Regions from separate parts of the Mus musculus genome. Here region 1 is linked to region 2. The links are chromatin contacts, called in public HiChIP or PLAC-seq maps. All regions are on one chromosome and are shown on one strand. The core of a region is the stretch at or near the end of the contact, and the rest is flanking DNA. Distances in the headings are between cores, read along the strand shown. Region 1 holds the start of Snai2 (snail family zinc finger 2). Region 2 holds the start of Efcab1 (EF-hand calcium binding domain 1).

Region 1 (3,443 bases), core at 2-2,501, 200 kb before region 2:
GTAAAGAGAAAGAGGAATCATTGAAATTAACCCAGGAAGTCTGCGGGTTTCCCCCTCCCCCGCTCACACGCCCGTTTTCTCATCCCCAGATTAAGAAGTTATGCTGCTTGACAATGCACTTTTCTCTTGCAAGTCTCAACATCGCTGGTGGTATTCTGTTTCCGCTGTTTTCTTCCAGCACCTGTTACGAAAAAAAAGTTAGTTGTCTTGGGGTGGGGAGGTGGGGGAATTGGATTCTGCAATTTTGTTGGGAAGAGTCAGGGTAACATTGAAATAAACAGAGTTGCCTGTGGGCACAGTGAAAACTGCACTTTTAAAATGAATCACTTCGGAGTATTTTTACACCTACCCCTATGTGCAAATGCAAGTGAAGTGACCGGCTGGCTACTGGACTACCTAAACTGCCAGTCAAAGAACTTGGCAAAAGAATCCTTTACCCCATCTTTTAATGCAAACCAGGGATGTGGCGTGAGGAAGGGGGAGGCTTTTGAAGACTAAAGAAAACACCACTAAGTAACGGCAGACACTAAGAATTGTCAGTAGAGATTCATATTTTTTTTTCTTTCTCTAAAATACCATGCGCTACAAAGGGAGGAAGTCTTGTCACATGTCTTCATCAGAACTTTCCATACTTCTTCCAGAGTTTGCCTATTGTCGGAGTCTGCACCAGCCTTCCCTTTTATCTTTACACTCTTCCAGTTCCTGGGGTAGGCTGTAAGGCTTTACTTTCAAGTGTCTAACGCAGCGATCAGCAAGTTAACTTTCTGGCACGCCGCCCTAGACCTGCTGTGGCAGCTGCGGGGAGCCTTTACCTTCCTTTCCCAAAAGCCAGAGCCTACAGCTGCTTGTGTGCAATAACCCCCCTCCAGACGCAACTTCCAAATATAGACTCTCTGGCCACTAGGGGCTGCGCGGTCCCAGTCCGGAGGGCCGCCCTTCCTTCCCGCCCTCGCCTTGCCAGGCACTGCCCACATCTGGAAGCCAAGTCGCCGTAGGTCACCTAGCGGAAACACGTTTCCCCAGTGCTCAAGAACCGAGATTTCCTTTCTTGAAAACATTTAATGTATTTTGAGCCTCCACTGAAATGCCATGAGCAGCCCATTTTGAACCAGAAAAATTTAGTCTGACAACAGAGTCTTCCTCTATTCACAGCTGTTCCAGAAGGAGGAGCTGAAATCTGAACCTCTTGGCTGTGATTGGTTACTTCTAGAAAAAGCAACGGAGAAGGCGCCTCCCCGCCCAGAGGAGCTCAGTCGGGCAGGGAGCCGGGTGACTTCAGAGGCGCCTGCCTGTCCCCCGCCGCACCTGAGCCACCGCGATGCTATAGGACCGCCGCCTGGACCGTTATCCGCCCGCGCCCGCCCGCAGCCACCATGCCGCGCTCCTTCCTGGTCAAGAAACATTTCAACGCCTCCAAGAAGCCCAACTACAGCGAACTGGACACACACACAGGTAAAAATCGCCTCTGTAAATCTGTGCGCGAGTAAACCGCGGTTCTATTGCTTGACTCAGAGAACACACCGGGCCGCTTTCCTTTTAATGCTGTGCCAAAACTGTCCTTGCAGTCTCTTGATTACTTAGGTTAAGTTTTAATTCAAAACCTTTGAGATCTTTGCTGACAAGGAAAGCTTCCTTCCGGTCGGGCAGTATAGTTCTCTGAGCCTGTGTGTACGCAAAAGGAGTGCACGGACGTGATCGCACCCTTCCCCTCGCCTGAGCAGCAATCTCCTGAAGCCAAGCACTTGGGAAAGCAGCTGGATTCGTGCATGCCATTACCCGCCACAGGCACGGTACAGCTAGAACAGCCCACGCATAAAATGAAAAGCAACTTTATAAAAAGTTTTAATATAGTGTCTAGTTCTTCGTTCTAAATTGGGACAGCAAGGCTAGTCCAGAATGAAGGTTAGTCAGGGCAACTGTCAGCCTGCACGAGGACAGTAAGCCCAGGTGAAGGGAAGACTTTATGTGTGTCCTGTGAGTAAGGCTGTCTTCACTAGAGAGTCTCCTATGGAGTCTCCTGCATGTTGTTATGGTCTCTCTCAGACTGTGTACATATATTTTAAAAATATTTTGCCTTAATTTTTTCTTTCCTTCCTTTTCTTTCTTCCAGTTATTATTTCCCCATATCTCTATGAAAGTTACCCTATACCTGTCATACCAAAACCAGAGATCCTCACCTCGGGAGCATACAGCCCTATTACTGTATGGACATCGTCGGCAGCTCCACTCCACTCTCCTTTACCCAGTGGCCTTTCTCCTCTTACTGGATACTCCTCATCCTTGGGGCGTGTAAGTCCCCCGCCTTCCTCTGACACTTCATCCAAGGATCACAGTGGTTCAGAAAGTCCCATTAGTGACGAAGAGGAGAGACTGCAGCCCAAGCTTTCAGACCCCCATGCCATCGAAGCTGAGAAGTTTCAGTGCAATTTATGCAATAAGACCTATTCTACGTTCTCTGGGCTGGCCAAACACAAGCAGCTGCACTGTGATGCCCAGTCTAGGAAATCGTTCAGCTGCAAGTACTGTGACAAGGAATATGTGAGCCTGGGTGCCCTGAAGATGCACATTCGAACCCACACATTGCCTTGTGTCTGCAAGATCTGTGGCAAGGCTTTCTCCAGACCCTGGCTGCTTCAAGGACACATTAGAACTCACACTGGTAAGAGAAATGTAGAAAACCATGCCTCTCAGCTCAAACAGTGGTGTGACAGAGCTGTCTGCGGGGTGTCTTAAGGGACTGACAGGGGGTGTTTTTCATAAGGTGAACCACTGATAGCTGCTTTCTGCTCTAAAGCTTGTTAGAACAGCAAGTGCTCCTTTCCAGCCTCTGCTCCAGGGATTGTAAACAGCATTTAGACTTTGGAAAGCACATGCAGGAGATTTGGTCTCAAAGATCAGTTAGAAAGCAAGATTGAGGTATTTGGTGTGTGTTCTGCAGAACTGATAGTCAGTAAATACAAATGTCTGGCTCCTAGTGTTGATTTGATAAACAGGCAGAGGGGGTTCCTATAGTTTTTTTGGCTATACTTTTTGCTATGAATTCTGCCAACTCTTGACTAATTTAGTAAATGAGGCTAAATTGGATCTGGCCGTGTGCTTGTTTGTTTCATTTTCTTGTTGCTGATTTTTAAAAAAAGCCCAAAGCATGAAATCATATGCAGGAAGTCATGGAATTTATCCAGTCTTAGTCATCATACAGAAAGAGGAGACATACTGGAAATGGAGGGAGCTGCTCATCATTGCTGCACCTGTTGAAGCAGAAACCCTTAGCAAGAAAAAGCCCCAATTCTGAATGTGTGTCTGTCTGGCAGAACGGAAGCTGTTTGGCTGATATTTTAAAGTTTTGTTTTGAAAGGCCAAATAGGAATAGAATTACATAACTGGGGGTTGATATGATCAAGCTATGATAATTCTTATTCTTCTAAGCTACTGTTGATGTTCAT
Region 2 (3,370 bases), core at 616-3,115:
ACCTCTGCAATAGCCAACTCAAAATTCATCATGAATTTAATTTATGGACTTAAAATGCAAAACCATATAGATTTAAAAAAAAATCCAATCTTGCCCAAGATGTGAGTGAATATTTGAGCAGACAGAATACATGGAAGATGCCATAACGGTGAAGACAGCCCTACTTGATCAGCTAAGGATGCAAGTTAAAACTCATGATGTCAACACATACCCATTAGAATGGTTGTGTTTGCTTTAAAAGCTGAACAAACAAAAACAGTGAGGGCACCAAGTACAGACAGCGATGAGGAGACACTAGGCTGTGGCCTCACAATGTTCAGACTCTCTGGAAAGCAATCTCACAATTTCTAAATTGCAATCATACAGCTGCCATATGTACTAGCAATCCTAGGTGCTCATTCCAGAGAACTTAACTCTCATTCATATGAGAAATGGTCTATAGTATCTTCCCTGTTAAGAGCTTAAAACTGAAGGCTGAAGGTCTTCAGTGCATGGGTGTATAAACAGAATATGGCACATATAAATCATGGAATACTATTCAGCAATAAAAAGGCAAAATTTCCTGGATGGATTTGCAGAAAATTATACTGATGGAAAGGACTCTCAGTAGGTTATATTCTGTGTGGCTGATGTCTTATTACCATTTCAAAATTATAAAATTAGACAATTATAAATTTGAGTGATTTCAAGAGACTAGGGAAGGGTTTTCAATAGAAGAACTAGGTGTGGCTGCAAACTGACCACTTGAAGGATTCCGCATCATGGAAAAATTCTCCAATTTGTCTCCATGGCAACTTCTGGGCTGTTATGTCAGTCTATGTAGTTTGGAAAGTTGTTACTGTTAGCATTTTATCTAGGCTCCGCCCCATAGTTACCTGGCAACAGCCAGGTGTGCCTGACTCACTATAAAAGGGGCTGCTTGCCCCCTCCTTTCTCTCTCTTGCCTTCTTGCTTCTGCTCTGTCCTCTTGTCCCTTACCCTCTTTCTCCCCATTCCCTTCCCCCTCTCTCTCCATGTGCTCATGGCCAATCTCTACTCCTCTCTTTCTCCTCTTCCTCCTCCTCCTCCTCCCCTCCTCCTCTTCCTTCTCCTCCTCCTTCCTCTCTTCTCTCTCTCTCTCTCTCTCTCTCTCTCTCTCTCTCTCTCTCTCTCTGCCTTTCTCTGCCTCTACAACCCTCGCAACTCCCCTCCTTATGCCCTAAATAAACTCTATTTTATACAAAACAACAAAAAGAGTATGTATCTTTAATTAACGAACTTAAAATATGACATTGGCCTTTTGCAAATTTGACTGAAAACTCCCACTCCAAAGAAGGAGGGGGGAGAGACAGAGAGAGAGACAGAGAGAGACAGAGACACAGAGAGATCTACTTTCTGAGTAACACAGTTCAAACCGTAATTGTTCAGATTCCCTTCTGATAATTGCTTTAATTACACACCTATTTCCCTCCAGCATCCCCACAGATCTTGAAAACCTGAATCGCTCTTGTGCTCATCATACAAAACATCTATCCAGCTTGCACACCTTACTCTTCTGATTATGATGTAGTCTTGAGGGGCTGTGAACAGAAATGATGGTGTGACAAGTGAAAATAGAAATTTCCAACATGGCAAACAATACAGTCTGCAAAGTGTCAGGCTGAAACGCTGCAACTGGGACTAAATGCAGGCACAGTGTCTGTGCTGGGCAGTCAGGACTGGCAGGCTTTACTGAGCTGACCAAGAGGCCCCCTGACAGGAGCCAATCAGTGTCCCACCCAGCCGTTGCCATGGCTGCTCTATGTACAGAGGCCGCTTTCACCTGAGGCGTTGCCATGGCCACACTGTCTGTTAGGGCCGCAAATGCGCAAATGCGCAAATGCGCAGAGCCAAGCTGGCTGCACCAAGCTCCCTCAGCCTGGGGCTCCGGAGCCGGAGCGTCCTGGCACTCTGCTCCAGATGACACTCTAAGATCTAATATTATTAACACCCATCATGAACAGAAAGAAGCTGCAGAAGTTGACGGACACCTTAACTAAAAATTGCAAGCACTGTAAGTAAGAACTGAATGCAAGAGTTCCTATGACTTCTGGGCCAGATCTCTTTCTACCCAGTCTCTACTTCCTGCTTCCACCAGTAATGGCCCCTCCACGCTCCTCCTCAAGAGGATCGGAAAGAGAATCCCTTTGTGGAGTTCCAACTCCTTGGGAGGCATCCATCCTACCCTTTTATAACTGGGACAAGTTCCAAGCTGCCCGAGCTCCCTCATAGACATTCACTAAATTCAAAGATCTCTTTATTTGCTTTTAAGTTAGAGAAGCAATATGGTGTGTATCTGGGAGGCATGTGGCTTCAGCTTTAGACAGGTTGAAAAGGATGCCCCAGAAAAACACCAGAATCAAGAAAGCAGCAGAGCCTTTACTTACTTTCTGGCTCTTTCTAGAGAGGAAAAAACAAAAACAACAAAAGAAAACAAAACGCTCTGAGGTCTAAGCTCTGGAAGTGTGATAAGAGATCCATAAAGAAAACAGTCGTGCATGCATCCTGAACACTTTTAAGAAAGAGACTTGCGGTGGTACAGACACTGTCTTCCGTAGAGGCATTTCATTGAAAAGTATATTGCTCAGCAAATCTAAGACGGTAAAGAATCTGTTCCCAGTTTTAGATGCTCAATTTCCAATTCCCAATCAGGTCCATAGGTAAAGGAGATCTTGCAGGTGACCACACATGAGAGCATTGTACTCAGACAGAAAAACAGCTGTTCTTGAGCTGAGAAGCAGTGTGTGGATCATTGAGATGAGGGCAGTATTGTTTGATGTGTGAATTTAGAAGCTATGTGATGGTCGAAGAGATACTGGTCACAATGAAAATGGAGAGGTCACATCTTCAAACCAGCTCCATTGTGTGAAGGTGTGGATGTGAACTTCTAATGTAGCTCTGGAGGTTTCTGGCCTAGCACCTTTATATCATTTGTATCTGATACAATGTGTGAGAATTGATGTCACGGGGGTAGTGCCCCAACTGAAAACTATGATATACTATTATACTGTGAGCATCTTAAAATTCTCAGAAAATGGCAGTCATTTAAGGTGTTTATAAATTTGATAAGAAATTGTGTTCTTTTGTGGTTTTCCTGAAATGCTTCCATTTCTGGGAGAATATATGCTATTTTGAAAATGAGTAAAAACATTTCCAATGAATACTCACAACATTAATAACTGGCACACACAATGTTTATTTGATTAAGTCTGCTTCATAAGTACACAATTCTTCACTAACAGTGACAACAACTCAAAAATAATGAAGTAAGGGTGTTTTCCCTATTTCCAAGAGCCATACACCGTCTAATACAAAATTCAATGCCAGGCTTGAGAAACCTCCAGTTGAGTTA

The links. HiChIP or PLAC-seq counts read pairs in DNA pulled down with a chosen protein or histone mark.
Region 1: an H3K4me3 HiChIP or PLAC-seq map of embryonic limb bud shows a contact between it and region 2, with 5 times the contacts expected there. The contact joins the promoter of Snai2 here to the promoter of Efcab1 in region 2. A contact is called at or near these places in 17 of 39 promoter capture datasets (the 3T3-L1 cell line, 3T3-L1-derived adipocytes, cranial neural crest and 9 more), 1 of 15 datasets of contacts at CTCF or cohesin (the NIH/3T3 cell line), 12 of 484 Hi-C or Micro-C datasets (the 3T3-L1 cell line, 3T3-L1-derived adipocytes, embryonic stem cells and 3 more), 8 of 115 datasets of contacts at active chromatin or transcription factors (craniofacial prominence, embryonic limb bud, embryonic stem cells and 4 more) and 4 of 9 other capture datasets (adipose tissue, embryonic stem cells, liver and 1 more).

What each region holds. Positions count from the first base shown.
Region 1 is chr16:14,704,601-14,708,043 of GRCm38.p6, forward strand. Snai2 (snail family zinc finger 2) reads left to right here and starts at 1,252. Exons shown (of 3, transcript NM_011415.3): 1 at 1,252-1,452; 2 at 2,111-2,659. The coding sequence starts at 1,374.
Region 2 is chr16:14,904,781-14,908,150 of GRCm38.p6, forward strand. Efcab1 (EF-hand calcium binding domain 1) reads left to right here and starts at 1,866. Exons shown (of 6, transcript NM_025769.3): 1 at 1,866-2,032. The coding sequence starts at 1,975. All of the region lies in intron 2 of Gm33696 (a long non-coding RNA gene), which reads right to left.